Regions from separate parts of the Mus musculus genome. Here regions 2, 3, 4 and 5 are each linked to region 1. The links are chromatin contacts, called in public Hi-C, HiChIP or PLAC-seq and promoter capture Hi-C maps. All regions are on one chromosome and are shown on one strand. The core of a region is the stretch at or near the end of the contact, and the rest is flanking DNA. Distances in the headings are between cores, read along the strand shown.

Region 1 (6,280 bases), core at 2,236-4,735:
AGAATTCTCCTTTTATGAAACGAGAGAAATTTGAAAATGCTCTACTAAAAATAAATCTGCCAACATTCAAAGTACACTTTTGGTAATGACATCAAATTACACATTGTCATGTATATTAAATGTAATTTGTTTAATTTTTAAAATGTAATTTTAAATAATTTAGAATTACTTGTTCCAAATGGTAGATTTTCTTTACATTATCAAAAATAGACAAAAGAAATAATGAATTTGAAAGGGTGTAGAATCTAGCCACAGTGCACATTTAATTGAACTTAATTGTATGCTTTATTTAAATAGACTTTCTCTTTTTAAAAATAACTTAGTATCAATAGTTCCCCTCAAAGCATAATAAAATATGTACACTTTATAAAATATTAACCGATTAAACAATACTGCCGTGTTGTTTATAAGAGTTGTAGCTGAAGTTCATAATTATACTGTTGACACACGCCAGTGAGGTTAGCGAAGAGATCCTTAGCAAAACGCAAATGACGATTTTCCGACAGTGATTTTTATAAAATAGCTAATTAATGACAGGATAGAATCGTTCCAACCATCGCATCATCAGATATAATAATAGTGACGAATCAGACAAAAAAGATCCCCACTAAACGATTTGCATTTTTTTCCAGAAGTCCTCAAGTCCTAATATCATCAATTCTTCTTAGTTCGTGGACATTGGGCCGGAGGTGGATTCTGTAGTTCCAACACCAAGGTAAGAAAGAAAACGGGGTGGGAGGGGGGGGTTTAATACAGTTAGTATATAAATAAAATATATGCATTTCCAATTTAAAAAGCAGGCTTAGTTTGACAGCGATAGCTAAGTTTTTGAAACACCCCTTTTCATTTCGATATGCTATAACATTGTTCTTTTTTAAAGTTTGTAAATCAAACTTACAGTTTCTTTCTTTCATTGCTTTAAAAAAAAAAAAAAAAAACCAAAAACCAAAAAACAACCTTTCAGCTACCTTCAAGGGCTGATTTTACTTGAGCCACTTTGCTTTCACGGGCTTGGAATTTTCTTTAGCCCCTTTGGCTGGGCATGTTCGTGGGAGCACGGAATTTGGGGGAAGAAAAAAACAGGGAAAAGAAAAAGGCTTCCTAAAACTGCGGTGGCTCTCTGGAGGATTACTACCCTGCCAGGCTCGACTCGGCTCGGCAGGGCTCCCCTTGCCGCCTGGGGCTTCTGGTGAAGTTGGTGGGCGGCTCCTTTGAGTGGGACTCACCGAGGTCTGGGCACCGAGATTTAGGCCAGGGACAGGTTTCGTTTCGGGGACCCTCTTTCTTTTAGAAGCCCTTAGGCTTCCCTGGCCGTGGGTTTGCGACTCTTGGGGCGTTGTGGGGTCAAGGGGGTAGGCTACCAAGCAAGTGGACAGCAGCCCAGTCTCCAGCGCTACTCTCAGATTCAATCTCCACTGGCCCAGCTCAAGGCCAGGATTTAGAGAATTGCCTCGAGCGCGTTTCCCGAAACCGAATTTAGTTTGGCCCTCTGGCGCCGCCGTACAGTCAATACTTCTTAAGGGGGACTAGTGGCTCAGGCAACCGGTGGAAGCCGAGTCCTTGGGGTCCTGGGGAACTGGAGGGAAAGCCCCGGTGCACAGAAGGGACAAGAGATGCCGCCGGCTCAAGGGGCATCTCTGGCCGGAAGGCCGGAGAGGACTGGTTCATATTTTCTCCTTTGAGGTTCCAGGGGCTGACAGAAGCCGGACGCGGCAGGCACCTCGCCGGGGCCGCGGCCCCTGCCCACGTGCTATTTTTTTTTTTTTTTTAAGGAGGTCCGCGCCCATGCCGAATGGCCAAGACAAAAGCGCGGCCGGCAGCGGGGTTTTGGCGGGCAGTCACCGCGCCACCTTAAACAAGTAAAGCTGCGCGAGCCGAAAGGCTAGGGCCGCGGGAGTCCGCAAAAGTTTGTGGCTCCTAAGCCTTAGAAGGACCAGCTAGGGACTCATCGGCGCGGCCTCGCTCGGGGCGGAGAGGCTAGGTCCCCACGGCTCAGCTCTGCTCGCGCCGAACTCGGTCCTCAGCCGCTGAGGGTCTTCGGGAGCCCCAGTGCTGCAACCCGAGGGGCGCGCAGCTTCAGCGCCCCGGCCGGCACAGTGTTCTGGCCTCCGGGCAGCTCGGGCTGCGCCGCTCGCAACGTAGCCCGCGTGGCGAGAGTGGCAGGGATGCAGCCTGCCTTGTGCCCACGGAGCAACCCTTTCTCCAGTGCCGGACCCACAGCCAGCCGGACGGGCGGAGTCTCGCTCCAGGCGTTCGGGACACCCGGGCTATTGTTCCGGACCCGCGGCCGCACGGGATTTGAGGGAGAAGTGGCCTTCCCCAAACGCGGCCGGGAGCGCTTCGGGCCGGGCCGGTCGGCTCCGAGCAGATGGGGAGCTCGCTCGCACCGAGAAAAGTTGCTCCGAGGGGCGGAGGCGGTGGGTGGTGGGCGGAGGCGGTGGGTGGGGGAGGCGATCGCCCTCCTATCTCCAAAGTCGAAAGTACTCGGCGGCGCAATTAACAGAGCCCGGAGACGAGGCAGCCTCTGCCGCCTCCCGAGCGCCAGCCTGCGCCTCTGCGGCGAGCCGCGACACGGAGCGCCCGCCTAGTCGCCGCAGCCTGCGCGCCGGGACGAGTGCGCCTAGGGGCTGGGCGAGGCGGCTGCGCCCTGGACTTGCTACAAGGAGGAGGACCAGACCCTGGGCCCTGGCGTTCGTCAGCGCTTAGACGCACCCATTCGTCGGCCGTGGCCACCGCCTCGCGCCACACTCAGTCCTCAGCCATCCGTCCTTCGTCGCCCGGTGCATGAGGTCCTTGCCACCCCGCTCCCACCTCCGACTCCCCCCTTCCTCCTTTTTCCCTGACTCCCACCCCCTCGCCTATCCCTGTGCCTCCTCCGCAGCCCGGCTCCTTGGGTCGCCGTGCTCACAGCGATTGATTGATTGATGTTTAATTTCCTGCCAGGCGGGGCCCCCCTCCCCCCGCAACCTCCCCAGCCCTCCTCCCCGCCCCCCACTCCCCTCCTTCATTGCGGTGGACCAGTCTGGCTTGGGTTTAGATCCGTCCCCCCCATTCCCATCCCGAAATAACCCAGAGACATCCCCTACCCCCACCCCAAATTATTATTTTGAAGGCGCTAGATCTGGGGACCGAAAGGGGGAGGGGGAGAAATCGGAAACCGAGGACAACCCAAAAGGACTCACTTTGCCTGATGACTCAACGCAACTAATAATCATCTCCCTCTCAGTGTCTTTCTCTCTGCGGCTTGTCAGTGAGTCCGGCTCTGGCTTCTGGCAGAGGCAGCCGCGAGGGGAGAGGTTGGAGGTGACAGCTTGTGCGGCCGCCGCGTTTTCTCTTGCGCGCGGTCCGGGGTCTCCGCACCTTCCCCGCTCTTGGTGGCAACGTCCCCGCGACTCTGGCCGCGCCTCCTCTGGAGCTAGCGGCTGTAGGAGCCAGCAGCCGCCGCAGCCTCCCAGTCCTCAGCCCTTTCTCTCCAGAACCGGTCTTCTACCCGAAGGTGTGAAAGGCTCTTTCAGCCCCCTCTCCCCCCCCCCTCCTCCGCCGTCCCCTCCCCCGCTCGCTCTGGTGCCCCTTTGGAGGAGTCCTCCTTTCCCTCTCCTCCTCCTCCCTCACTGCCCCCCGCCCCCATCATCATAACAACCATCTCCGAACCAGAAGAAGACACCCTGACCCAGGACCTTAAACGCTAGGACCGGGGAAGAGGAAAAGGAAAGGGGAAGGAGGAAAGAGAAAGGAAGACTAGGACAACACTACAATTCACCAAAAACTTTCCACCCTGGATTCTCTACTTTTGCTCCATGGACAGAGCCCCAGCCAGCCAAGTTTCAGACAGACCGTGAGCAGTAAGTACGCTGGGCGAGGGCTCCCACGCGGCGCCTGTAGTTCGGGAAGCCCTGGGCGCGCTAAGTTCCCCGGCTGTTCTGGGGCTCTGGCTCTCACGCGCGCTTAGGCGAAGCCGGGAAGTGCGGTGGAGCCTTCACTGGCAACCCCTCCGAGCACTCCCTACATCTTTCGCATTCTTCTTAACTCCTCTCTGTCCCCCACCACCACCTCGTCTGGACTCGTGGCGACTAGGCTTCTCCCGCGTCCAAAGCGCTCTTAGAGGATTCTCAGAGCCCCTGGTGTATTAGGGGTTCCTTTCATGGGTTTCAGTGACAATGTGGGCGCCGTTTCATCAGGTGTTTTCCCTTCTTCCGGGTCACTCCTCCAAAATTGAAGAGTATGGAGCACTGCTCGCCTAGGGACCTCGAGAAAAACTTTCCAGATTTAGAAATTAGGATTAATGAAGCCTGCTCCTGTACCTAAGAATCAAGATTTCTTTCTCTTATGTTGTACGCTTAATGGCTTAAAAAACAACAACCACATCCAGGATACGATGAAGATAAGAATGCTCCCAAATAATAATTGTGATCCTGGGATGGAGGGTAGCCTTTCCAAATCTCAGAGTGTTTTGGGATGCTCGCTCACGTGAAATTATAGTTAATTTTTTTGTGTGCAAAGGTGTGTGTTTGTGTACACAAGTGTACTTGGTCCATAAAGGTAAAAGGTGGGGATTCCATGGATCCATTGATCCAGCTTGGCCATCCACAGCGCATTTATCAAGCAATTAATTTGCTTAAGGACCCGTGTAAGTCCTTGCTCCCTCCCTGGCCTGGTGGGACCTCTCGCCCATAAGTACGCTCCTTTCAAAACCCTGACACCCCAAGTGGGGCTTATGGTGGTGGTGGCTCTTTATCAAAGAGAGGATAATGCCAGCGCTGCCCGCAATGAATGGGGTACTGCTTAAAGGCTTCGAGGTCCGACTCTGTCCACACAACTGAGGGCTAACTCTTGGGACCTGAGACAGAGCAGGTCTTAGTACCTCAAGTTCTGGGCAGCTTTGGGACCTCCAGTGTTTGTTTGGTTGGGACTTGCTTTCCCGGGACCCTTCGGTACCCTTCTGCAGCGTGGGAGGAAGTTTGTGTGGCTGCGGTGCAGTGCTCTGCCACTGGCCTGATCGTCTATCACGTGTGTGAGCGGTTTTCCCTCTTTTTTTTTTCCCTCCCCCTTTCCTCCCCTCCGCCCCCTCCCTAGGTCCCTGCGCGTTTTATTGCGACCTGCCGGTGGGAACTTTGTCTCCAAATCGGAGCAGCATGGAGCGGCGGAGCGAGAGCCCGTGTCTTCGGGACAGCCCCGACCGAAGAAGCGGCAGCCCCGACGTCAAGGGGCCTCCCCCGGTGAAGGTGGCCCGGCTGGAGCAGAACGGCAGCCCCATGGGAGCCCGCGGGAGGCCCAACGGCGCCGTGGCCAAGGCCGTGGGAGGTAACAGCCCGGAGCTGGGAGGTGCGCGCAGCGGAGGCCCAGTGATAATGGCCTGGGTGTCAGGGTTCAGGTTGATTAGGCGCTGTTTCGGTGTAGGATTACAGGAAGTCAAATCCAGGTTGCCAAATAGTGCCCTAGTTGCCTCTCCGCAACTGGTAGTAGCTTCATCTCGAGTTAAAACAAGAAAGTGGTTTACCCAGAGGGTGGCATTTTTTGGGCACTTTGCCACTCTGTGCTGAGGTGTTGGCAGGTCTGTGTCACAGCCAGCTAACTGTTTCTAGATTTTCCTAGAGAGCTCTTTAGTGTTTTAACTCCTTTGCCTTGCCTCGGATCTGTTTTAGGGCTGAAGCTTGTATGCCTTGGTTGTAGTGGGACAGAGACCTAGGATCTGGCTAGAGTCGAAGCAGTGACTCTGGTGTTCTTCTGTAGCTGGGACAGGGTTGAGACAAATGAGTGACAGCTAGGACTGTGTCCTGCAGAAGTTCTAGGGGAAAAAACCGAAGGATCACCGTGAATCCATTATGTCCTTAGAGGATTTGATGCTGTTTTGCCTGCAGAGTTTAGACGGAGCCGGTTATAACTTTGATAGGAATTAGAGAATTGGGTGAAAAACAGCAAGCAACTCTATATGCTGCCTGCTGCTTCCCTACCCAAGAATTAAATATTATTTTAAAGGAAGACTTTTATGTTTCAGTACATCTACACATAACTTTCTTCAATAGTGTTTAGTAATCTTACAAAATAAGACCAGAGAGGAATTTAAATACTGTATTTTGGGTTTGCAGGGCAGTCAACTAGCTGTTTCGTACATATGAAATGTACAACTTTACACAGCATTCAGACTGTTTTGTTTGGGATAAATTATTCCTTTAATTGTACTATGCCTGAGATACCCCCTCACCCCAGTGGCTTTCAACAGCAGTAAGTTTAATGTAATTCTTAAACTTGGTGATAAAGTCCCACCTCCCATTCCCCCATC
Region 2 (6,280 bases), core at 2,765-5,264, 970 kb after region 1:
ACCTCCATACATATGTATGCTGTCATACAAAAGCTGCAATTCAAAGAAGATAGTGAAATTGTATTTGAAAGGAAAGCACACAGTAACAATCTCTACTGACTAAAATTTAGTTGCAAAGGTTATAAACCTGAACCTTAAATGCTCATATTTGAGAAAGTACGTGCCCAAGTTCTAATACCTGTGCAGCTTAAGAGAAGATGGACACACACAGCTCGAGGAAAAAAGTGAGCCACAACACCACCCATCTGTGAACCCCACAAACTACAAAATGACAGATCCGACAAGATGTGCCGACTGTCCAAGAAAAGTACAAATGTTATCAAAGAAACCAACTGCTTTCTGATGGAACCGAGGGACCACTCCATGGGATAGAACTTATACCTGGCACTGTTAATGGGGTCAAGAACCTATGGCTAAGTAGGTCATAGGCCCTGAGAAGAACCCAATAAAACCATTCTGCTGATAGCTAGTGGGAGAGGGAGAGACAGTTTTCTTTAATAATGTGTTTCACTAACATGCTGACCACATGCCAGGGAAAGGGCCACCCCCAAGATTACGAGGCAGTATAAACTGGACTCCTAGGGAAAACAAAATTAGAAAAAAAAATATATAATCTCAGGTTAGTTAGAAAAGGTTGAGAAAGTGAAAAGGTGGTAACAGGAGATGTTGGGTGAGGTGAATATATTCAAGATACATAGTATGATATTCTCAAAAACTTATAAATTATTGCAAAAAATTTCAAAATAAGAGTGAGTTCAGCTTCGCTGCTGTTTGCATGTTTTCCAGTCCTCTTGCTGTGTGCACCATACTACACAACTTTAGACAGGTCTCAGCAGTGGCCAGGTGGGCACAGCCACTGCTCCATGTCCAGTAGAAGGAAAAGAAGTTATTTTATTTAGCTGGGGAACAGCTACTGTCTAAGATACCATCTCCATGGCACACCCCAAGTTAGCATGCTCCTGATTAAAACGTTTCTTCCTTTTTGAATCCCTCTCATCTCTTAAGATGCTTTATAGCAGAGGATAAATATATAATTTATATGATATATAAATAAATACCTACAATAAGTATTGCTTTTAAAATTCTATCAGGACTGCAGAAGAAAATTTTGTGAAGAAACTATTTTTTCTTTTAAAAATTTTTATATAATTTGTTTTTATTGTTTTTTTTTATTTGTTTAGGAGAAAATGGGGTGTTTAACTCACAATTGCACATAACAGTTTGTTATCAAAATCAGTGAGGGTAGAAACTCAAGAAGGGCAAGAACCTGGAAGCAGAATGTAATTAAAGGCTATGGATGGGTGCAGATTACTGGCTTGCTCTCCATGGCTTGTTCAGCTTGCCTTTTAAAAATTATTATTAATAATTCATTTACTTATTTACCTTACTCCAGATGACAGCTTCCACCATCCTCTTCACCCAGTCCCCCTTTTCCCCTTCTCTCCCCTCCCCATCTCCTACTTCCTTTCTCCTCAGAAATGGAGAGGTCTCCCATGGATAGCCAACCTCCTTGGCATATCAAAGTGCAGCAGGACTAGCCTTATATTCTGTTGATAAGGCAGCCCAGTTAGGGGAAATGCATCCAAAGGCAAGCAACGAAGTCAGACACAGCTCCTGCTCTAGTTGCTATGAGTGCCCCATGAAAATCAAGCTGCAATCTGTTACACATGAGTAGAGGGTCTAGGTCACTCCATGGATACTCTATGGTTGGCGGTTCTATGAGTCTCTTCTTGTGGTGTCCTTAACCTCTCTGGCTAATTCAATCTTTTCTCTGATACAAGACTCCCTGGGCTCCACCTAATATTTGACTGTGAATCTCTGCATTTGTTTCTATCAATTTCTAGGTGAAAGCTTTCAGAGGACAGCCATGCATATTATCTCTGCTGCCCCAATTCCTCAAAATCCTTCCCTTCCTCCCTAAGGACTCCATCATTTGTCATTGTTCTTGTTCTTCTTTTTGTTTTATTGTGAAGCTCATATTTTAAGAGCCTAGTTATAGGAGAAAATATTCTCTTTAAATAAATCACTGTTGTTATCAAGGAGGCTGCACATGCAATGAAGAGATATTTGTCTTCCATGCAATAATGAGTTCATAACATAACTGTAAAAAATTGAAAAAAAACGTATTTGAGCAAATTATGCTACAAGCAAACATAAAAAAATTATCTCTCACGGAAATAATATAAGGAGGGAAGCTTAAATGTTTCGCTGTATGTGGGACTGGAACCCTGTAGCATTGCATGGCATCCTCCTGTGGTAAACTGTCTCCTGCCATCTCTTTTCTTTCTCTGTTTTTTTCCCCCATACCACAGTTGCAGGACTTCTGGCAAGGGAGCAATTCAGTAGGAAGCAATGTCAGACCACTCCTTGGAACCACGAAAACAACCTGGTGGCTGGTTGAATTCCGTCATTAACTTGTCAGTTCAGGTTTATATAAGGCAAAGTGGCTTGAGAAAGTGAACTATATTTTTGGCTAGCATAGTTAATTCAACCAAAATGGTCTAAATGTCTCAATCTACTCAGATTGTGTTTCCTCTCATGGGTTTCACTTCATATTTATTTTGCTATAATATTTTATGCATATTATATAAAAATGTCATGGAGAAAATACTGAAACAATTCTTCCCTGATAAATGTAAGAACTAGAGTAAGACTGTGTAGAGTTTGCTTATGTGCCTAACATCTATTGGTTAGGTGTTACCAACAAATTAATTCTATTTCTTCATCCCAACTTTGGGAGTTACTGTGGATTGCCTATCCAATGACACTCATCTTTCTCCCTTACTGAATGTGTCCCGTTTTTGTTGAAACATGTAAACATTTGGCTCACCAGAGTGACCTGTTCGCTAGTTTAGAACTAGCTGTATACTTCTGTTTTTCTGGAATGGTTAATGGAAATACAGCTACACTTACCCAGCTGCTGACTAATGAGCCATAAACGGGCATCTGATGCATCTAAGCTAATATTTCAGAAGTCTTCACTTTGTGTTTCATGTACAGAGAGACACCCTACAGAAACACTTCATAATGATTTAGAGCACCATTGGGTAAAGACGGAAGTAGAGAGCCACCCAATAAATCATTGGACTGGTAAGTTAAGAACCACAGAAGTACTTGCTGTTATCCTTTATCCACCTCTTAAGATGAGTTTCTTATATTTAAGGGTGATGTAATTACACCAAAACACAGGCAAACAAAATCATCCTAGCAATTACAATGCCATTTAAACAAAATAAATAAAAATTAAGCATTTTCAGATTTTTTTTTCACTTTGCATAGAAATAAGCAGCCTGGAAATAATTTGATAGTTAATCCCAATGATGTACAAGAAGACATTATTGCCTTCACAACAACAAAAACACAACCTATTATATATAGCCATATTATTTGAACGGATTGAGGCAGGCCTTCCAAAGTCTTGACTTTATTTCTAGCAGTCGTTTTAAGATGTGCAGTTCACTTTGACGTACGCACATGAGGATGCTCACCCTATTAAACACTGCGAAGGAGTATAAGAGAACACAATCTTCATAGTTTTGTCTTAGAAAAGTTGGTTCTACGGTAGGAATATTTACACAGCAATTTAGCCTGTATCTCAACCCTATCAAGGAGTGTCGCCCTGTTCAGATTCATTTGCAATATCAGGCACAGGTGTTCTTTGAAGCTTATAAATCATGGCCCAGTCCTTTTAAAATAACTTCTGGAAAACTTAAGAAGCAGAGAGTGTGAACCGGCCTATGCTCAGGAGGCGGCCATGTTCATTATATTTACTATTATGACATATTCGATTATTTTCTCCCAGTGCCCCAAAGGCATACACTTTTCCAAAAAGGAAATACAGTTCTCTCTGTTTGGCTCACATAATCCAGACCTGCAGTGTCAGTGCCTGGAACAAATTACTGTTTATATTAGAAACTTAGTTTAATAAATTAGGTCTGGTCTATGAACTGTCAAAGTCCTTATAGTCTGCAATTCATATAGAACAGATGCCTTCTCCGAAACTCTGAGCTAGAAGTGGCCGACATGATTGCTTCCTCCCTGCCATTACTACATTCCGTAGGTTTAGTTATCTACTGCCCACAGAGAATTTAAAACAATTTAAAAGGGCATCTGGAATAAAGCACTCAAAGCGAAAAATGTCTTTCCATACACAGTAACTTTCTGTTTGGGTCAGAGAATTATTCAATAATTGGCACTTGTTTAAATAGACCATTCAAGATCAGCTTGGTTTTCCAATCACAGATTAAGTTACAGGACTATTTACCCCAAACTCACTTAGCAAGTCCTAGTTCCCAGCATATTTGTGGCATTGCTGTGATTAACAGAGTCGCTAATTTTTGTGTAAGATACAAACACATCTTTCAAAAGTGTTGTAAATAATTCACTAATTTTCCCACAGATTGTTTATAAATTATGAATTTTACTTTACTTGCCCTAGTTTAGAAAATATAGCGGTAAAACGGGGAAGCTAAAAGCAGTAATTTTATCTTATGAATTTATACAATTTAAATTTCATGAGAAAGCTGGGCTCTTCATCTTTTATGCTCCGTTCTTCACAAGCATCTCTCCACGAGTTGGCCCAAGAAGCCTGAGCATGCCACTAATGCTGTCTCCACCTCTTACCTTGACCGTACTCAGCACAGGAACAGTTGTTGCATAAAAAGTTAATAATGATGCCCGTCTACAAAGATTAGGTAATAAGGCTCAGGAATGATGCATCCGCTCACATCAACGCTTACAAATTCAACCATAGAGACACTTCCAAACTCCTTTTCTTTGTTTCAAAAAGCAATATTGAAAAACACTTTCTTTTAAGTTTGGTGGTCAACAAACCCTCAACTCTGGAATTTCTATGCAAAAGATTCACTGTAAAAGAGAAAGCTGTCTTTACTCAGATCTTTAAAACAAGACAAGGATGTGATCAGAGGTGTTGACATTTCATTTATATCCAGTAATATGCTGACATTTCAATAACGGAAAAGCTAATCTTAGTATGAAAAGAAATTGTTTCCTTACAATAACAATTAAAAAAAATCTGCCTAGCAATTTTTTTAAACATATGATACACCTAAAAGCTTCTATGGTGAATCCTCCAAGTTGTTTTCAATGTAAAAATATTCTCTACAGTACAACGAGACAGGTAAACCATCACTGTTGCCTTTGACTATGTAATCTTATTTTAAATTTCACTCTTGTTCTTTGATCTTTCAAATGATTATAGTTTTCCGGGAGTGAAAATAACTTAAACTTACTAGACTTTTTAATATCTTTACAGCCAAACTGCTACAATTCTCACTTTGCTAATCTGTAATTCTCACAGAAGAGCTGGCAAGGATGCCAGGCCTTCAGCAAGGACCCTGCAGTGAAATCACTTCAAACTTCCTCTATTTTAATTTCAAATGATAGATTCTGTATATAAACCACGCACACACACACACACACACACACACACACACACACAGAATCAAATCCATTGACATGTACCTGAGCTGTTAACATTTCTTCCTGATGCTCTTGGGCTGAAGACATTCATGCATCTCAGAAGTGCCAGTTTACCATGGAACCCAAAGGATATCAGTTCCTTGTTCCCTTCTTATGGCTCCTTTCTCGGGATCTTTGGGTGACTTGTTTTGGGATAGCCTGGCTGAGTAGGATATAGCTTTTCTGAGCCCATTACGTTCGATGTTGACTATACTTTTCCAGTGGAGTCTCCTGAGAGGCTTTGTAAAGACAATGCGACATCTCAGCTCTGTTATGTTCTTTGTTCCCGTGGAGCCAGGGTAGTGCTGGGAACTTGTACATATCTTCCTGGCAATTCTGACATGGCCAAGAGTCAGAACTCCAGGACCCCTGCTCTTTGTGGCATAGTTTAAGACTCCAAAAGATTAGAATTATAGTTCCAGATTTGTCATCTTCCTTCTACAGTCTCAGTTTCTCCTCTAAAATCAGTTGACAAATGTATTTGAATATTCAGAGAATAAACTGAAATTTAGTAAGTAAAACTCTATCTCATGAAAACCCAACTGTTCAGGACCCTTAAGGAACCAGATTAAGGCTCCTGCACTCCAGTTTAAATAGAAATAAACCAATCATAAGAACACATGGCCATTAATTTTTTAATATATAGGAAGAGAAAGCACCCTTAATAAAAGACAGAACAAACAGTACAAGCCATTTAGATTTGTCTAAGAAATCTCAAGATATAAATATAAATAAATTTAAATATAACAAAATTAATTATCTTTCTAAAACCAAATGAATTGGAAGAATGTAGAAATTA
Region 3 (6,280 bases), core at 1,441-3,940, 880 kb after region 1:
AAAAAAAAAAAAAAAAAAGATGGCCTAGTCGGCCATCACTGGAAAGAGAGGCCCATTGGACTTGCAAACTTTATATGCCCCAGTACAGGGGAACGCCAGGGCCAAAAAAAATGGGAGTGGGTGGGTAGGGGAGTGAGGGGGGAGGGTATGGGGGACTTTTGGGATAGCATTGGAAATGTAATTGAGGAAAATACGTAATAAATAAATAAATAAATGAATAAATAAAAAAAAAAAATAAAGTTTGTCTGTGAGATATCAAGGGAAAACTTTGCAAAGTAAAGCTAAAACAGCGCCCTGGGGAATTAGGTCAGGAGAACCAATTGTTGTATATTTTTCTTGGGTGGAGGAGTGGGTGGGAGAGTGTGTGGGGGACTTTTGGAATAGCATTGGAGATGCAAATGAAATAAATACCCAATAAAATAAATAAATTAAATAAATAAATAAATAAATAAATAAATAAGATAAAGGCATGAAAGCCAGAACACAATTATTAGAGGAAAATGTTATCTGGCCAAATGATGTCTTTACTCATACTCAAGGTAAAGTGCAAAGACTAGCCATTCGTTGGCTTGCAGTTTCTAATATTGAGTCAATGACTCACTCTCTGCTCTTATATTTAAACTTTTCATTTTAGGCCAAGACAAAACATGATGGTTGTAGTGGCTATTCCTGGTTGTCAACTTGACAATATTTGGAATGAACTACAATCCGGAATTGGAAGGCTCATCAGTGACCCTTATCTGGAGGCTTGGAGATCCTTATCTGTATCTTGGTTTGAAGATCTTGAGCCATAGTGGCTATGGATTCCAGAAGATTGAATCTCCGAGTTTAAGGAACACACCTTTAATCTGGGCTATGCCTTTCATCTGGAATTAAAGGTGTGGTGGAACACACCTTTAATCTGGGCTACACCTTCTGCTGGAGACAATATAAGGACATTGGAAGAAGGGAGTCTAGCTCTTGCTCTTGCTCCTTCGCCTGCTTGCTGCGTGAGACTGAGTAACTGCTAGATCCTTGGACTTCCATTCACAGCTGCGACTGAACAATTGTTGGGAATTGGGCTGCCGACTGTAAGTAATCAATAAATTCCTTTACTATCTAGAGACTATCCATAAGTTCTGTGACTCTAGAGAACCCTGACTAATACAATGGTTATTTATAAATTTCTACATGGAATAGCATACACTATGAGAGGAGAGAATATACTGACTACTTTCCCCTTTCCCACATTCCACATGATCTATAAAGGACTTAATACACATCCACTCATAAAATATGTTACACACAAATAAAATATTAGACTGATACCTAAACCACACAACAATCCAACAAAGAAAGAGACTTTCAGACCAATTTCCTTTATGAATATCGATGCAAAACTACTCAATAAGATTCTCATAAACAGAATCCAAGAACACATCATCAGTCTAGTGTGCAGACAGATGACTCTTACACCACCCCTCAATGTTTTTAACGATTCACAAATGCCTTGAAGAAATTGCACAACAATCATGATTGCTTGCTGCCTCCATGCACCCCAACTCTCAAAAGTGTGACCTTAGCCATGACAGTGGGTCTTTGCCTATACCTCTTCCCAGCTGAGCCAGAGAAGGAACCCTTTCACTGACTTCTCGTTAGAGGAACTGTTGTGAATGATGTTTATGGGGCCCAAACTGTGATTTCTGCAAACCCAATCTGCTTGTATGAAGATAGTAGGAATAAACACTCTTTTTGAGCTGCTTGGAGATACTTTAGCTTCCTGGCCTAGTATTGCAACATTGGGCATGATACTATATTCCCCTTCTTGCCTCCTTTTGATATCCATCATTAGTTGAGTAGGCTGAGATAGTAAACTGAAGAAGTAATGCAAGAGATGAGGGCAGGACTCTGGTGGTATAGACATGGGAATGGCTGCAATGCTGTTGAAAAAGTAGACAGCATTATCCATAAATAAAGCAGGGACTCATGAGAGAAGGTAGCAGCAGAGACAGACTTAGTTAAAGAGTCATGGCAACAGCCAGTAATAGGAATAGCTAATAGGACAATAGCAAAGGCTGGTGACAAATGAGGTTGTAGCTAGCAGTGGCAGCCATTGCAGCAACCATAGCAACGAGAAGCCATATTATGTTTTGGAGTTCAGTCATTTCAGGGGTGGGAAAAAGTAAGGAAGCCCAGAACACCTAACTTAAAAACGTAGAAGCTTGCTAGTTGCTGAACAACTTGTAGAGAGTGATGTCAGGAATTAAGGGCCAAGAAAGTCTCAGACATCTAAGCCCAAGAGCTGTAACAGAAGCCATGCTCAATGGCTGGAAAAATCCCAACACATAGGTCTGGTGATAGAAATTCTAGCCAATAGCAAGGGCTGGGAATCCCAGTTTTCCTAGATTGACACTAAAGTCATAAGGCAGGTTACCGTGTAGCTCAGGGTCCCAGTACCCCAGTGTTGCACAAGACCTGTTACAGTGCTACCTGCCACAGGGATAAGGGTCACCCTGCTGTTCTAGGCTGTCTGCCCATGCTGTCCACTGATGGTTGAAGTCAAGTGTTACAAAAGCTGCTAAGGATCTGAGCTAGAAGAGCTTCTCCTCACCCACCCGTGACCTCATTGTGATAGAACACAGGATCCCGGCCAGCAGACTAGTACTAGTAGCACTGTCCTCATTTTGAGGCCACTCCCAGGAACTCAGCCTTCCGGTCTGGGTCTGCTCCTTCATGTGGGAGCAGAAGCAGCTGAAGGGGAAGCAGCAATGGCAAGGCTCAGAACACACCCACACAATTGCTTCCCTGCTCCTGAACATCAGCTGTTGAGCGGGGGAATGAAGCCAGAATTATCACCAGCTGTTTCCCAAGCTGTTTTGGCAGCAATTCATAAAAGAATAGACTCCCCAGGCATATTCTTGAGTAATGTTACCAAAGCAGAAGCACTGTCTCCAGAAATATACAATACAGAAAAGAGACAAGTGGGCTCCACTTTTTACCTTCCAATCTGCATGCCACTCTCTACCAAACTCCTAATCTAGGATTTATGTTAGTCACCAACACTTGAACTGCCTTCTTTTGCTTTCTCTGTGAATTTTGATGCCTCCTCTTTCTTATTAACTAAATCCAACTAGAACTGGTTTTGACATGTCATGCTGGATCTAGGAGCAAGGAGTCAGACAATTAAAGCAGCTGGAATTTTTTTTCCATTGTAGCTTTGGTTAATTACTACACCATAATTTACTTTGAAGGTTATCAGAGAGAAGTTCTCCCAAACAGTAAATGGTAGGTCAGATTTCAGAATTATCTGTTCCCTAAAATTGGTTCCCTATATGTAGCTTAGAGAAAATAAGAGAGGAGATTCAGCCTGTGATACAAATGATAGCTGAAGTTTCTTACTAGAGCCAATGAAAACAAGAAATGGAGTTGATGATGATGTTTTAAGTATGTGCACACATCTACACACATTGCTACCTACATTGTACCTCAGAATTTGTACAGACTTGGTAGAAAGTCCCTTAAGATCATAGCAAAAATAATTATTGTTCATTGGACAGAATATGAGTTCATTTAGAAACATGTCACATGGACTCTTACAACAAAGAATATTTGGAAATGAGCTGTGTTTAACAAGGAAGAAAGTCGAGTAAAATTTCCATACCAAAAGTTTATTGAGAAGTCAGAGCTAAAGGAAATGCTACTTACTCTCATTTTCCTTTGAGGGTTTTTCCAAAAACACTCAAGATATCTCACATGTTTCAGTGCATGACTGCTTTCTTGCCAAATCTAACTTGAAACATTATATTCTAAATATACATGTCACATAATCATGAATATCCTTTCCTTACTTGAATGAGGTCTGGCCAAACATTTTCCTGGCAGTTGTTATAACTATAAGAATACACTAGGATATTATGAAGCCAGCCAAAAATTAGTAGGCTAACTGCCATGTAAGAATATGAAGATATTTATTTGATCAATATTAACAGGCTTTATGAGACAGTCAGTATAGCATAGACATTAATTTTCTAGCATTTTTCAATCTTCTTACTGATAGAAAAAGAAAGAAAACTTCAGTCTGGCAAAGTACCACTATAAAGTTAATTAATCTCTTTATTTTATCTAATAAGGAAGAAGAAATCTCAACATGTAAAAATAAAAAGGAAAAGTACATTCATATTCAGTAGCAACACATTAGGGTTTCATTAAACAAACAAAAAATATCTGTTCTCCTCTGACTATGTCACTTACCTCAGGATGGTGATGTTCTTCACATGAATGCCATTTATTCCTGTCAGGTGCCTTACTGTACCAGCTCTGACCTCCACTCTACGGCTCAATCCACGCTCCATGAACTCACATCCCTTCCTTACTCTCAAGAAGGACAGAAAGAGTTAAGTCTATGCATGGTGTAGCAATGGGCTACAGTTTTTTCTTTTGTAAACTGCCATTTATCAGACTGAAAAAAAATGCCTCTTTTTTTTTCTCTTAGAATTTTTCCCTCATCATGAATGGATATTAAATTTTGTCAGAAGATTTTTTTCTGCATCAACTGAAATGATCATATGTTTCTTTTCTTTCAGTCTGTCAGCAGAGTGAATTCAGCAGATTGTGTTGATTCATTTTCAAAAGTTAATACAATCTTGTATATTTAGGGTAAGTCCTACCTGGCCATGTATTATAGGCTATGCTGTTGAGTCAGGTTTAGTATTTTCCATTGATGTTCACAGGGATACTGGCCCATGGTTTCTTTATGACACAGGTGTCTCTTTAGCTTGGTTATTAGGGTACAGCTTGTCTTGTGAAATCAGGTGGAAGCTCTTTCCACTTTGTATTGGTAAAATTCTGCTGCCAGATAAGGTACAAAAACTGTGGGTAAGATTATACTCCTGCTGAGTCTTAAGCTCCGGATACTGCACGGCTTTAATCAGAGATACCGCAAGGCTCTTCCCCTCTCCATTCTTTACTGCTTCTCTGCTCTGCTTTCCTCTTTTGGTGGCATTTGTTTCTACAGTCTCTGCTGCTTTACTCTTTTCTCTTCAGCAGCTTTCCCCTTCCCATTCTTTACAACCCTTCCCTAACGGATAAGCATTCGTACTAGATTTCTTCACAGAATTCACTGTAGGCCTGGTTGGCTAATGGGCTATATAGCTTTCCAACTCTTAGTCAAGAGTTATTTGTTCTACAACTGAGGCGATAATCAGCTTGACTCTATTCAATATCTGATATGTTATAAGCTCTCTCCATTTCATTATGGAACACATATCATTTACAGCCTAGGTAAACTTTAGGGTTTATGTGATGTTGTGGCTTCAATATGTAAGGTTCCAATAAGCCTGGGTGTCTGAACACTTGTTCTTCAGTGAGTGGCACTGTTTTTGAAAAGTTACAGAACATGTACAGATTAGAGACTTATTAGAGGAAGTGTGTCACTAGTGTCAAGTGACTGGCCCAACTCCCTGGGTTATCTATCTGCTTCCTGACTCTGTGTGATCAGCTAGCCTCCACCCCCTTTGGTCATGATTTCCCCACCATGATAGTATGTACTCTGGAGCTTTAAGTCAGAATAAGCCCTTCATTCTTTGCATTAATTCTTCTCTGATATATCGTCACAATTGTGAGAAAGGTAACTAATACCTTTCTGGGCAGCTGTTTCTAGTCCCAAGTTGTCCTCCTATCAAGCTCCTCTCCATGTTGCTCCCTTCTGCCCAATACCCTGCCTCAGGTCTAGCAATTGTGGTCAGACCTAACTCAATCTTCTCAATATGCAGAGAATATGGGATTTTATGGGGTTCCTTCTGTACTCCTACAGTCAGCAGCCATTTACTATCGTGTCTAGTCAAGTTCACTCTTGAGTGTCCTGCCCTCCGGTCACCTTATACAGCAATTCCAGAAGTATGATTTTTAAAACACTATCCTTACAATCCCAATGTGATGAAACTTGTTCAATTGGACAGTGTATTAATTTTAAAATAATATTATATTAATGTACTCAAAGCTTGACTAAAAGCTAATTTCATTGGGTCAAAAAGTATTAGAAGAAATTACAAAGAAAGTGCACATTAGTGAATGTCTAGAAGCCAGCTATCAAATGATAATAACCAAGCTCATTTTCCTAGGAAAAATATTAGTTTTAATAATCATCTTTCCCTAAATTCAAATGAGAAGTGGACATAACAAAGGTCTGTGAATATGTTAACATTTACATGAAGCTTAGATGTCCAGCTTTTAATGTTGAACAAGTTTTATAACTAATGAGATGCAAGAATCTTTTAGTTACTAATTATAATTATTTACACTG
Region 4 (6,280 bases), core at 2,377-4,876, 800 kb before region 1:
CGCTTTCATCACACAAAGCTGAAAAGTCTTAAGCGAGGCCGTCTTCATTTGGGGAGCTTCTTGCATCGAGAATAGCAATAGCTTTGACTCAATTAAGCCCAAGCTCGCTGCAGACAGAGTCCCCGTAGAATATCTTGGAGAAGCATTCTCAAGAGATGCATGTTTGCAGGAGGTCATTGTGGTGAGAAAGCATGGGTTGGGGAACTCAATGGTAAAGAGAGGAAGATGAGGAGGGATGTAAAATTTGCCAGCAGACAGCAAAGGCTGGCCTGAGGGCACAGGCTCTAAGGAGTGAGGGACGAAAAGGAAAGGTAGGGCGGTCTACTGGCAGGAGCTGTCACAGGAAAAGGTTAAGATCTGATACAGTTTCTTATTGGAGAACCAGAAGGGACTCCTGGACCATGTGATCCAGAGAAACCATAACGTATTAAGAAACAGAAGGATCTTTCATCATCGAAGGCACAAGATTAGTATAAGCTGTGAGGAGATGCTGTTATCATGCCCATAGTCTTTGGTCTGAGACTAGACAACCAACATGAAAAGTCTGTTATGCAAGAGCTAAACAGGAATGGGGAGTTATCAGTACCACAGCTAAAGATCTGTTATGATAGAATGGTAGATAATGTTTAAGAATTTTTTATAAGAAAATAAGAGTAGGAGCTATCAAATAGGCATAATGGAAATGCTACATACTGTGGATGTAAACCTTCACAGATCATTTCTCTCTACTAAGGTGTTTAGGGGGTCCTAGCCATTATAATACACCGAATGGATAAATCCTGGTAGGAATTCAACATATGGCCTATTTATATAACAAGCTTCACGGCCCTAAATTAGCCATTTTGATGTGTTAAGGAAATAACACCTTCATAAGAGTTGTCTTCAAAAGAGGAAAGGGAATAAAAGGTTTGCTTTTCTCCTATAATGTTTACTGTTTCCTTTAACTCTTTGTATAATGCAAATTCCATTTTAATTGTGCAATTCCACTTGATGGTGGAGTAGTGGTAGAAGGACCTGATTAGGTGAATTACATTCAACCATTCAGCGATCAATGCACACAACCATTTATAAGTCTGTCCACATGGCATATGCCCTTACATCCTGTGTCTTACTTATAGAAGTTACTGTTTCACATACACATATAGATTAGATTATCATAGTCAAGTAACAATGAAAGTACCAGAGATGGTCACCAGGGAAGCAACAGTGACTAAGCAGTGTCTATTAGATACATACAAAATGTACTCTCTTGTCATATGGTGAGAGTGGTGGCAGCAGCCTAAAATTTGCCATAAGCAACTTCTACTTTTTCCATTTTATCAAAACCGGATCTGACACTTGGTATCCTGACTTATCTCCTAAGATGTTGACTGTAGTTCTGTAAAGATCCTCCAGGGGAGACCACCTTTGCCCTTCCAAAAAAAAAAAAAAAAAAAAAAAAAAAAAAAAACACCCAGCCATGAAGGAACACCCACTGTTAGCAATGGTACTAGCCTCTGATTGTAGACTAAAAATGAGGCATTTCTAAGGCTTAGCTGCCGTTTCCAAGTAGAGGTGACCTACGTGGCAGCGCTTCACTGGCTGCCATGCTGTGCCCTAAGTGTTTGTTCCTTTGATCACCTCTTCCCACAATGGCCACTTGAAATTAGTTCGAGCAGAGAAACTAGCAATTGACCACTTTGGTGGGGGGCTCCTCACAACAAAACAGACACAAAAGAAGCCCTGGCCATTTTGCCTGACTAAATTAGCACACTACCTAAATTGATTCCTAGGCACTCATTTAATATTTCAGAAATTAAAGAACAAAAATTGCCAATTAATACACCCCTTTCCCAGATGTTCAGTGTTTTCCCCTTCATCTCTTAAATATTCTCTGCATTCAAGTTAATTGTATTTTTATGCAAATTCCCCCTTGGAGCTAGTCGTGTGTGTGTGTGTGTGTGTGTGTGTGTGTGTGTGTGTGTGTGTGTGTGTGTGTTTAAAGCCATACGGAATCTGACATGATTTCTGTTCTGTTGCTCTACAGAAAAAGGTTTTTAACCCAGCTTGAGTTTATTTCAAAACTCTAATTAGAGACTAAAGTAGTATTTGCCTTGTCCAAATAGAAAATCATTCCCAAAGTTGATTTTTTTTGTTCCTGGTTAAAAAACCAACAAACATCAGATATACAGATTTTTTAAAGCATTACAGTTCCTTGATAAGACTGTCTCCCATCTTCCCAGAACAGTGCTTTCTGGTTAAGTAACACAATTTCATAAGGCTCATAAAATATTTTATCCAGAAGGCAACTTTTTAAAGAGTTCTTTCAAAATATTTTTTTCTACTACTTGAATAGTCTTTTTCTATTTCTGACTTCCTGTCCTTTCTTTTCTCTGCCATACTGCACATTTGCTTACTCTCTGGAAACAGAGTCTGAGTAGCAATGAATGCTCCTCTAAAACAAAATTGAATGACGGTATAAAGACCGCACGACCTTACTCTATCTCTGCACAAATTCTAAAATTTCCGTGTCCCTCTCCCCTTTAAAATCTTCGGGGCTGCAAAGGGGTCAGATACTTTAGTATTTTAAATAAGCAAGTGAAATATTACATGTGTTTTATGGAAGGAAAGGACGGCGCTGTGGTTGAAGTTCAAGGGTTTTTCGCTAGTCTCACACTATAGAGATTGTGCTGCACTCAAAGCAAAATGCTGTCTACAAAGAATCTTTAATGAGTGTGTCAGGTCTCCACAACCTTGGCACCTGCTAAAAACCAGGACTGCTGTGAGCCGAAAACCCATCAAGTTCACAAATGCCGACCCTACTGCGCACTGGAAGGCTCCACTCGCAAGGAGGAAGGAAAGGATGGGAGGTTTCCGTCGCATTCCCGTCCAGGTGAAGGCTGGATCCTTCACCCCGGTGTCCGCAGTAAACACGGAACTCCCAGCAGAGCGCCAGAAGCTCTGCTATCTCCCCAGATGCGCAAAACTCAAGTTGTCTCCGCGACTCAGAAACGACCCTCGCTCCGGGCTGCAGTCCGCGGCGCCCGCGGGCTCCGGGGGGCTTTTCTGCCCAGACCCTGCAATGACATCGCTCGGTCCGGCGGCCTGGGCGCCCCCTCCCGCCTGCCCTGCGCGCCCTCGACGCGCGCACGCGAACGCTGGGACCCGATCCCGCCGGTGCCGAGGGGTGCGGGGCGCTCGGGACCTGCGGCCCCGCTCCGGGCAGGCAGATCGGCGGCGCGGAGCTGGAGCGCAGGGGGGCGCCCGCGTGGAGCAGGGCAGGCCGAGTCCGCGATCGGTTCCGCCGCTGTCCCCACCACCCGCCGGGGGAAGGCAAGGACCGCGACCTCCGCGTCCGGTCGGCCAAGCTCGGGCCACACCCAGTGCCCCGGGAGGCGGCCTTCGGGCGCTCGGCTGGTCGATCGCCCCCACCCTGGCCACGCAGGCCCTGGTGAGCCGCCCGACCCGGGGACCCGGGCTTACCTCGTTGCGAGCGCGGCTGCTCTGTCCCGGGCCGGGGCGCGGCGCTGGCGGCCCCTGCAGCGCGGAGAGCGAGCTGAGGGAAAGCGGCGGTAGGGCCGCTGGGCCGCTGGGCAGGCTGGATTCCTTCACTGCCTCAACTCCGCGCCGCCAGCCCCACGCAGGGACACTCCCGCCCGCGCAGCCGCCCCCTCCCGGCGGCCGCCCGCCCCTCCGTGTCACTCACCAGGAGCACACACCCCGCCGGCGCCCCTCGCTCGGGCTTGCACACACGCCGCCGATCACGCCTCCCTGGGTTTTGTATCCGCTCACACGCACGTTCTGACACGGATCCTGTCCCTCCACACGCCCTCCCTAGCTCCTTTCCCACCCTACTTTCTAGAAGAATCCCCCATACAGCTTCAGCACTTCATTGGCTTGCCCCGCACCAACCTTCTCCCCTTCCCCTCCAAACCTCCACCTACCCTAAACTGCCCACTACTGTCCAAACACTGGGTACTACCCGCGTGAGGAGCAAGAGAATCGCTCTTCCCTACCCAGGAAAACGAACTTTGCTGCCCCAGCACCGTCTGCAAAGGCGAGATGCTTCTCCGGACAGAAGGTAGTAATGCTTTCTGGGAGTGAGCCAAGCTCAAATGTAAACAAAGATAGCTTATTCGGAAAAGCCGCGGAAAATCAGGCCCTGGGATGAGCTCTGGGGGCTCAGCCCGACCTTTGAAATCAGACTGAGCTGAAGTGTTTTGGCTCCTCGTCTTCACTCCGGGTCTCACGCGGGCATCTAATCGTGCGTGATCACCCACTGAGCTGCCCTGAGCTACCCAGTGGCAGCGGCTGGTGATGTTTCTGCCTGGGAGTGCAGTAGTTGGGAGAGGAAAGGCAAGCATTATTCATGATGGACGCACTTTAGATCGCACACCTCTTCCAGAGGCAGCAGAGGGAAATGCAGGCTGCTCTCAGGTTTATTTTTGAAGGGTAACTTCCTAGCCGCCCTTTCTCTGAGCAGTAACTGTTCCTTGGGTGAGTGGGGTGGGGGGCTTCCTGGCTCTCAGCCCTCTACAAATATCAAATCAGTCGGTTTCGCCTCTCAAGCTCAGAACAGCGGAATTGTATTCCATTTAAGGGAGTCGTTATTTGAAACGAATTACACTTTCAGGTAACATTCGGATCTACAATACATCATAGCCCAGTTGACAAAGGTCACTCTGATTAAAAGAAGAGATGAAAGGAAATAACTCATTTTCTTACCTGACTGGGAGTTTTCTCCCACCCCATAGGCTGGATTGGTGAATGAGTGTGCTTTATTTAGTATCTGATCCAACCCTTCAGATAAACTCAGTGGGTAGGTATGTTTTTTTTTCGCTTATTTGCAAATAAAGAAAGGAGACAAAAAGTTAAATAGCTTGTCTAAGTTTTCAACTAGTAACTAGAGGAAGAATTTGAACCCAGTCTGGCCCAACCTTTGTGCAGACGGAAAAGCCAGCTTCTGTACAAGTCAAGGACAAATGCCACCCTATTGCTTATTGAATTTGAAAGAATTAATTAGTAACTTGGAATGATTCAACTTGGAGTGTGGTGCACATTTCAGGGCTTCTTGCAAAGTAAGTCGTTTAAGTTTTGAGCGAAGGTTCCCCCATGACTAGAATTCCAAAAACAAGTAATAAATTATCGTTTCCCTCAGGATGGGCTTTGGAAATAACATTGAACTCTGGCTTCATTCCTTTCTTCTACCACTTCATAACCTTCCTGGGACTCCAAATCCAACTTGCTTACTGAAGTCTGACAGAAAAAATGCTTTCAAGACCAGAGGGATGAAAGGGTTTTCAGAAGCCAGGCCTGGCCTTTTCATATTTGAGGGTGGCTTTCCAGTAAGTCATACCTATAATAATAACTGCTTTGTGGGCCAAGAGCAGAGAAGTCAAAACGTGGGACTGATGTAAAAACAGAGTAACAGTTACCGAAGGACAAACCTGACTCCAGCTCATCTCCAGGGCGTGGTGGCCCTGCCCAGAAAGGGCAACGGTCTGAAAACCCAAAGGAAACAATGCTATCTTTCAGGAGTTAGACCCGGCGTAGCAAGAGAAATCAGACTGCTGAACGTCTTATTGAGAGTTTCAAATCAAACTCAGACCTTTGATTGCTCAAAGTAATTTGGTTTGAAAAAAAGTAAAACCTTAAGGTTTAAAGCACTTGCTGAAATATCAGTAAAAGCGTCTTGCACATCAAATAACTAACAAGACAGCGTTTTGATGAGTCAAGAGTAAACAATCTTTAAAATCATATAAAATAGATCTGTACTAATATTACCCGGAAAGGTAAAAACCCAAAGAAATGGAATGTGAAAAAACAGCAACAACAAAACAAAACAAAAACAAAAACCAATTTGTGTTTTTAAGTAGATGTTGGAGAATTGTTTGAAAAAAGTACATTGTATGAAATGATAACCAAGAGTTTATGCCAGTATGATTCTCTTCAGAATTATTTTGCAAGATTATACTCATTTTACTGTTTGATTAACTAGATTTAAAAACTAGAGATCCCTTTTGTAGCAAACAAATGGCACAGCAGCAAATGTCTAAATATATAAGGGCAAAGTGTGTTGGTTTGTATTTCCTCATGTTTAAAATCTCAAAGTGATATTTTAAACCTGCAGCTACCGCTTTCTGCCATGTTGTCTCCTCCACTCTCAACCCCGTGTGCTTCCTGTAAGCATGGGGGTCAGTAAAGCTGACTGAACAGTATTGATTTCCGTCAAATGCCACATTCCTAGCTTTTCAATCCCCATTGTGCTAGATTTCCGAATCTGTAGGTGTGGGTCATTCAG
Region 5 (6,280 bases), core at 1,291-3,790, 770 kb after region 1:
AGGAAGGTTGGCGTACAGTTTTACTTTTGACTGAGTTCTTATCTGCTTTTGATAGAAGGGTAATTCTAGCTTTGTGTCCTGAGCTTGGAAGTGTCCTCTCCTTCTGTCTTATGAAGCAGTTTGAGGAGCATTGGCTTTGGTTCTTTACGTGTTGGGCTTAGTTTGCCATAGGATCCATTTTCCCTCAAAAGATTCTTTTCACTGCTTCAATAGCACTGATTAATTACCACGAATCTTCATAAATAGTGCTATTTTTGATTTTGCTAAGTCACATGTTTCTAGGAATCCATCTATTTATTTCTTCTGTAATATGAATTTTTAAATACTCCCTAATAATTCTTTATTTTTCACTGTAATCTGTAGTAGCCTTCCTCTTTTCATGTCTAATTTTATTAATTTAGGTTTTATGTCTATTTGCTTTATTTAGTTTGGTTAGGAGGTTGTCATTATTATTTATTCTTCCAAAGAACCTAATATTTATTTGATGGATTCTACTCTTTAATCTCTATTTTATTAAATTCTGCATTACATTTTTTGACACCTGCAGCCTGGGAGTCTGGGCTTATCCTGGTTCTCTAAGACCTTGGGGTGATTGATCGATACTTATTGAGATTTTTCTGTTGTTGTTGTTGTTTTTTGTTTGTTTGTTTGTTTGTTTGTTTGTTTTTGAGACAGGATTTCTCTGTGTAGCTCCGGCTGTCCTGGAACTCACTTTGTAGACCAGGCTGGCCTCAAACTCAGAAATCTGCTTGCCTCTGCCTCCCGAGTGCTGGGATTAAAGGTGTGTGCCACCACGCCCGGCTTGATTTATTTTAATGTAACCATTTATAACTGTAAACTTTCTATTTCAAACTGCCTTCGCAGTGCCCAAAGACTCTGATAAGTTTTGTTTGCAATATTCAAGAGAAATTTGCAAAGCTCACTATTGTTATTCAGTTTTTTCTACATATTTTTATTATGTTCACAATATGGTTCACAATAGATTTTTTTTATTATTCAATACAAAGATGTTTGTATGTTTGTAAAGGTAACATTATATTGTGAAAATCAAGTTTTTGAAAACACTACATACTCTGACTTCCTGCAACCCAGTGTAAGTTCAACTCCATTCTGTTTTTTTATATCATCTTAGATTTCATTAAGTTTTTGTTAAAGTTGATTATGACTAATATAATTGCTGTTACAACCCATATCTATTTCCCAAGACAATTTGTAAAATACTGAACTTCATACTTTAGCTGTTTTTATTTTCCAATAACAAGAAGTGAAATCTATTAGCTGTGAAATTTCTAGGCAGTGGTAAGAGCAATATTGTTCAACTCAGAGCAAGAATACAGCAACATTTTTATTAGGCAAATATAAACCTCTCAAATTTAAATGGGCTCTAAGCCAGCTCTGTTCCCATGATGCAAAGTCAGATGAGGCATCTGAGGGGCACGTTAGCCTCTGAAACACACCTGTATTAACCAGCAAGCTAACACCGTGGTGAAGCCAAACCTTCCACATGGCCCTGTGCATATTCATGTTTTGTCAAATATTTCAATTTATGTGTGGACTTAAAAATAATGAAATATGGACCACTTTATTTTACAGACATTTCTCCTATCTAACACCGTCTGTTTAGACTTAACATACTTATTTTGAGAACACATACTTCCATTTCCTCTCTACGATGAAATAAAAAATTGCCCTGTATTAGGTAAGAAGCTGAGGGTAGAGCACCAGTAATATAATCCCATCCTTCTGGTTAATGTCATAACTCACATTTCACTATTCGCTCTAAATTCTGCGTAAATCCAATTCCTGAAAAGAATAGAAACAACTGGTCTTTAAAACCAAAGGCAGTTTCCATTTCTTTGATTGAATTTTTATGTGAGACAAATTCTCAAGTCCAAAGGCTTAGGTTCTAATTGTAAAGTCAATACCAAAGGACCTCCACTTTATTCTCCCAATACTTGGACTTGAAGAACAACTTGTTAGAGTTTGCATTTATGCAATCAAAACTTGGAGTTGTATCATTTAGCCATGAAGATCTTACAATAGTGAATCAAGGAATCTGTAGGAGAGCAACAATACCAGTCACTATCGCACAAATACTATCAGGGAAGAATTTTGGTAAGATAAAGGTAGAAGAAAAGCTAGTGCTTTTCATTTGGAAGATAAGACTGCTCCATTGAACATTATCTTTCAAGTTAAGTCCTTGCAGGACTTATCTGTTTGTAACTGTGACAATTGACAGTTTCTATTTCCCACTTGAAAGCTGTGAGAAACATAGCGATGATAATGGTGATTATTAATTCAGGTTATTTCTGCTTTGAAGCTGTCTTTGGGTCTCAGTAGTGTACTATGTTCCTTGTAAAGGGAAAACCAAAATTACTTTATTAAGTGACCCTTGAAAATTTCCCCAAATCCCCATTTGGTTTGGATTTCCCGTAATCTATTCTCGGATGATAATGGAGCAGAGGAAAGCATATGGTCCTAATAGATATTCAGACCAGATGTTAGCTGTCTAATACATATCCTATTCCTGCGTGGCTGGGCAGAAGAGTCTATATGAGAAGATGCGGAAGTCATTAGCTAGCTACGGTGTGCATTCCACTATTCTCCCCAGTTTACAAAAGCCAAGATTCCCAGACTGCAACCCCTCCAGTTCTGTCGCTCTGAATTTCTGGACAATGTTAACAGCATTCAACTTGTTGCATATACACATAGAGCAGGAGGGAAAGAGACACACCTGAGATCAGATCCCAGGACAGATTGAAAACAGACAGGCTGAGAGCCAGTTCAGTGCTTATCCACATGTCCCATCACGGCACAGAGCATACAAAACCTCTGCAAGGAGTTAAGTCTTCCCTCCTCAGCTATACCTAAGGTTTATTCCAGGGATGCTTTTAAATCTGGTGACCGATCACAGACTTAGACCAAAACAGGGGCACAGTACACGTCAATGGAACAAATGAACAGAAGTAAAGTCATGGAGACATCTTTGCATACCATTGCTCAAAATGGAATTGGACAGTGCTACTTTGTCAAAGTCAGTCTAGGTAAAATGCTGCCATATGTATGCACCTTTAGTTCATTGAAATTAGTTATGGTTCTGTTATTAAAATACACATGACCCCTTGGTTTCTGCAAGCACTCAATGAATACCATTACTGCAGAGAGTGTGTTTTAGTTAACATGTAAAACATAGCAGTGCAATTATTTTTCAACAGTGAACTTCAAGGTGTCATTACCACCAACTATCACAGGATGGAATAACAAGATTTGATAACCAAGTATTGGATCTGTGGGTGATTATAAACAGTCTTTCTTTTTAGCTCTTGAATGAGCATGGAATGAAACACTTTACACAGGGGTAATTATGAAAAGAGAGAAAAATATGGTGTGAATTTGAAAGTCTTCTCTTTCCACATAGAGAAAGACAACATTGCCCTTTATAGGCCAATTGGGAAGACTTCTTAATGAGAAGTATGGTTTGAAAGATAAATACTGCATGTTATTGTTTTAATCCTTAAAATCTGTTTTCACTAATTGATCATCACTGGCAATTGAAACTTTCAGTGATAAATATAGTTATGATGCTCCTGGATTCTGTTGCAATAAAAATCTGGTTCTTGAAACAATTTTTAATCATCATTAGCTACAAAGAAATAGCAAAAGACATGGGACATGACCTTCCTAACAATTGTGCACACACCCAATTCTGATAAGCTGAAAATACTAGTTCCATAGGATGTTTGTGCATGGATAAGTGTGTGTGCACAGTTGCGTGTCAGTGAGTGTGCATGTGTGTGAGTGTGTGTGCAGGTGGAGGCATCAGAAGTTTTTATGTGTTTGTATGTGAGTGAATAGTTGTATGTTGTGTGTCAGTGTGTGTGTGTGTGTGTGTGTGTGTGTGTGTACATGTATGTGTTTGTGCTTGCATAAATATACAGAACAGAGGCCAGAAGTTGGAGTCAGAATTACTCTGTAGTTATCCTCTATCTTCCTATTTGATACAGTAATTCTCAATAAACCTGGATCTCCTTGATTCAGCTAGACTGCCTTGTCTGCAAACTCTAGGGATCTATCTATGCCTTCCTATTCAGCACAGGGGTTAGAAACAGAAACAGCTATGGCTTGCTGTTGCCAGGGTACTAGGACTCAAACCCAGGGCCTCGTGCTCATACGACAAACAAGTCACTGAGTTAACCTTCTCCTCAGCCTCCATGTTGTCATTTTCACAGAATCCTCTCCTCTAATCACACAGGGAATTTTGGCTTTGTCATTTGGTTCAATGAGATACCTGACCAAATTAAACAGGGCAACATACCATTCCTTCTGGTTCTAATCAGCTAATCATAACTGGTTCTATGTAGGATTCCAGAATTTCCTGGGAGTTACACCATTAACTGCAATTTGGATGGGTATGCTTAGGAAACAAGATAATGATACATCTTCAAGAGAATGAAGCCCAGAAAACATCCTGGACACGAAGGCATTCTCAGCTAAGATGAAGAATTCAAGCTTCACATTCATACATTTCTTCCATAAGACTTAAAATTTTCTGGCAAGGACTTCAGAGGGTTGAGCTAGAGTTAGGAACTTGGCTCTCTCAGAGGATGGGAAAGACAAATGAGCTAGTTCATTTGACTTTTTAGGTGTGATTTGCAGTATTTGTGGAGTGGTATTGGTGGAGGGGCAGGATGCTGAGAAACAAATACAAATGTGCAATATGAAAAGAAATTATACATAAGCCAATGTGGTACACCACAAGTGACACATTAAAAAAAGTCAATGCTAATAATTATCCCACCAATAGAGGCCAAGAGGCCATAGAAAGAGAAAGATGAAAGGCTAAGAGTTAATGTCATCAGCAGATCTGAATCCGTATCTTCCTAGAGATGACATTAGAGCAGCAGAGTGTGTATCTCCTGCTATGATATTCACAACTACAAACTGGAGGGGATTTTGCTGAACTCCCATGCACATAGAAATTGCTGCTTTGAAAGTGGTAAGGTCTACAATGGAAAAAGGAGGTCTAAGAAGGAAGTTGGACAGATGGGAGGAAGTTGCCTGTGATTGTAGTCTCCAGACAGACATAAAGGTGTGCTCACTAAGAAGTGTGTCTCCACCCAACAATGGATGGGGAAGAAACCAATAATTTAAAAACACCAATATACAATCTGCTTTTTAAGAACTCTGCTCTCATAGCCTTATAAAAAAAGGAATATGGATAAAGGCAGAAGTTTCAGAAAGTTAGCAGAGAGATCTGGAAGAACATAGATGGCTAATGAGCAATAAAGCAGAGAATGGAAAGAAAAACAAATGTTTCCCAAATTTTTGACTATGTACTGAGTTATGCCATTTTTTTTTTAGATCGACAGTTCTCACAGTCTAGCCTTCACAGAATGACCTGAGGAGTTATCAAAACACACACTGCAAGATACAGTCACAGGGTTTATGACACAAGGGTTCTAAAAAATGACCCTAATATTTGTATTTGCAATAAGTTTCTTGATGTTCCTGACACAGAATTAAAATCCTGTACAGCAATGTTATTAGCTCTATGCTAAAACAGAGATTACCATTTAAGTGATAGTCTGATATGTCTAATACCAAGCAGCCTTCTTTCCAAAGTCTATGCATACAAATACCAGATGTATCTGTCCACCCACATCCCTATCTATCTATCTATCTATCTATCTATCCATCCATCCATCTATCTATCCATTCATTCATCCACCCATCCACCCATCTATCCATCCATATACATATGTATAGAGCTACACACACACATACAAACATGTATATGTATATGTATATGTGTGTGTGTGTATATATATATATATATGTATATATATGTGTGTGTATATGTATATATGAGATGAGGAGAAATATATATGGTTTTGTTTGTTTGGGGTTTTGTTTTGTTTTTGTTGTTGTTGTTGTTGTTTTCCAGACAGGGTTTCTCTATATAGCCCTGGCTGTCCTAGAACTCACTTTGTAGACCAGACTGACCTCGAACTCAGAAATCTGCCTGCCTCTGCTGGGATTAAAGGCGTGTGCCACCACGCCCAGCTTATATATGTTTTTTAATGAGAAAAGAATAGGATAATGTAATGGGATGATCAGAGAAATAAAATGTTTAAAACGAGTTCAGTTTCAGACCTACATTGTTTGGAAATGGAATGGCATATGTAGAGGACTGGCTTAGAAAGACAAATTTAAAAGTTATTTCCATACATAAGGCAAATAACAGAAGGTAAAACTTTAAAGAAAGTTGCCTTGTGATAAT

Evidence for each region. Promoter capture Hi-C pulls out the DNA fragments that hold promoters and counts their contacts. A called contact is a pair of places that touch in the nucleus more often than the background predicts. HiChIP or PLAC-seq counts read pairs in DNA pulled down with a chosen protein or histone mark.
Region 2: a promoter capture Hi-C map of second pharyngeal arch cranial neural crest shows a contact between it and region 1. The contact joins the enhancer-like site here to the promoter of 9130024F11Rik in region 1. A contact is called at or near these places in 6 of 39 promoter capture datasets (cranial neural crest, embryonic stem cells, frontonasal cranial neural crest and 3 more), 14 of 115 datasets of contacts at active chromatin or transcription factors (bone marrow-derived macrophages, craniofacial prominence, embryonic basal ganglia and 11 more) and 2 of 9 other capture datasets (embryonic stem cells and macrophages).
Region 3: a promoter capture Hi-C map of hippocampal neurons shows a contact between it and region 1, with 5 times the contacts expected there. The contact joins the enhancer-like site here to the promoter of 9130024F11Rik in region 1. A contact is called at or near these places in 3 of 39 promoter capture datasets (embryonic stem cells, hippocampal neurons and liver), 2 of 484 Hi-C or Micro-C datasets (both in cerebral cortex), 2 of 115 datasets of contacts at active chromatin or transcription factors (embryonic forebrain and embryonic hindbrain) and 1 of 9 other capture datasets (embryonic stem cells).
Region 4: a contact with region 1 is called in a Hi-C map of embryonic stem cells, with 5 times the contacts expected there. The contact joins the promoter of Spats2l here to the promoter of 9130024F11Rik in region 1. A contact is called at or near these places in 6 of 484 Hi-C or Micro-C datasets (all in embryonic stem cells) and 2 of 115 datasets of contacts at active chromatin or transcription factors (both in embryonic stem cells).
Region 5: a contact with region 1 is called in an H3K4me3 HiChIP or PLAC-seq map of neural tube, with 6 times the contacts expected there. The contact joins the enhancer-like site here to the promoter of 9130024F11Rik in region 1. A contact is called at or near these places in 10 of 39 promoter capture datasets (the 3T3-L1 cell line, the C10 cell line, cranial neural crest and 6 more), 1 of 484 Hi-C or Micro-C datasets (cerebral cortex), 10 of 115 datasets of contacts at active chromatin or transcription factors (astrocytes, craniofacial prominence, embryonic forebrain and 6 more) and 2 of 9 other capture datasets (adipose tissue and embryonic stem cells).

What each region holds. Positions count from the first base shown.
Region 1 is chr1:56,968,674-56,974,953 of GRCm38.p6, reverse strand. 9130024F11Rik (RIKEN cDNA 9130024F11 gene) reads right to left here and starts at 3,485. Exons shown (of 2, transcript NR_024326.1): 1 at 3,183-3,485; 2 at 1-696. Satb2 (special AT-rich sequence binding protein 2) reads left to right here and starts at 3,620. Exons shown (of 11, transcript NM_139146.2): 1 at 3,620-3,842; 2 at 5,074-5,301. The coding sequence starts at 5,133.
Region 2 is chr1:55,994,930-56,001,209 of GRCm38.p6, reverse strand. No RefSeq gene overlaps it. Among named protein-coding and RNA genes, the nearest start is that of 1700003I22Rik, 21 kb to the left of the region's middle. Within about 2 kb of position 4,014, at least 2 of the 459 cell types and tissues checked have an H3K27ac peak or open chromatin away from gene starts, as enhancers often do. A contact at or near this core is called in embryonic limb bud and second pharyngeal arch cranial neural crest, where this site is marked.
Region 3 is chr1:56,086,096-56,092,375 of GRCm38.p6, reverse strand. No RefSeq gene overlaps it. Among named protein-coding and RNA genes, the nearest start is that of 1700003I22Rik, 70 kb to the right of the region's middle. Within about 2 kb of position 2,690, at least 31 of the 459 cell types and tissues checked have an H3K27ac peak or open chromatin away from gene starts, as enhancers often do. A contact at or near this core is called in cerebral cortex and hippocampal neurons, where this site is marked.
Region 4 is chr1:57,772,207-57,778,486 of GRCm38.p6, reverse strand. Spats2l (spermatogenesis associated, serine-rich 2-like) reads right to left here and starts at 3,626. Exons shown (of 14, transcript NM_144882.4): 1 at 3,463-3,626.
Region 5 is chr1:56,197,556-56,203,835 of GRCm38.p6, reverse strand. No RefSeq gene overlaps it. Among named protein-coding and RNA genes, the nearest start is that of 1700003I22Rik, 180 kb to the right of the region's middle. Within about 2 kb of position 2,540, at least 4 of the 459 cell types and tissues checked have an H3K27ac peak or open chromatin away from gene starts, as enhancers often do. A contact at or near this core is called in craniofacial prominence, neural tube and second pharyngeal arch cranial neural crest, where this site is marked.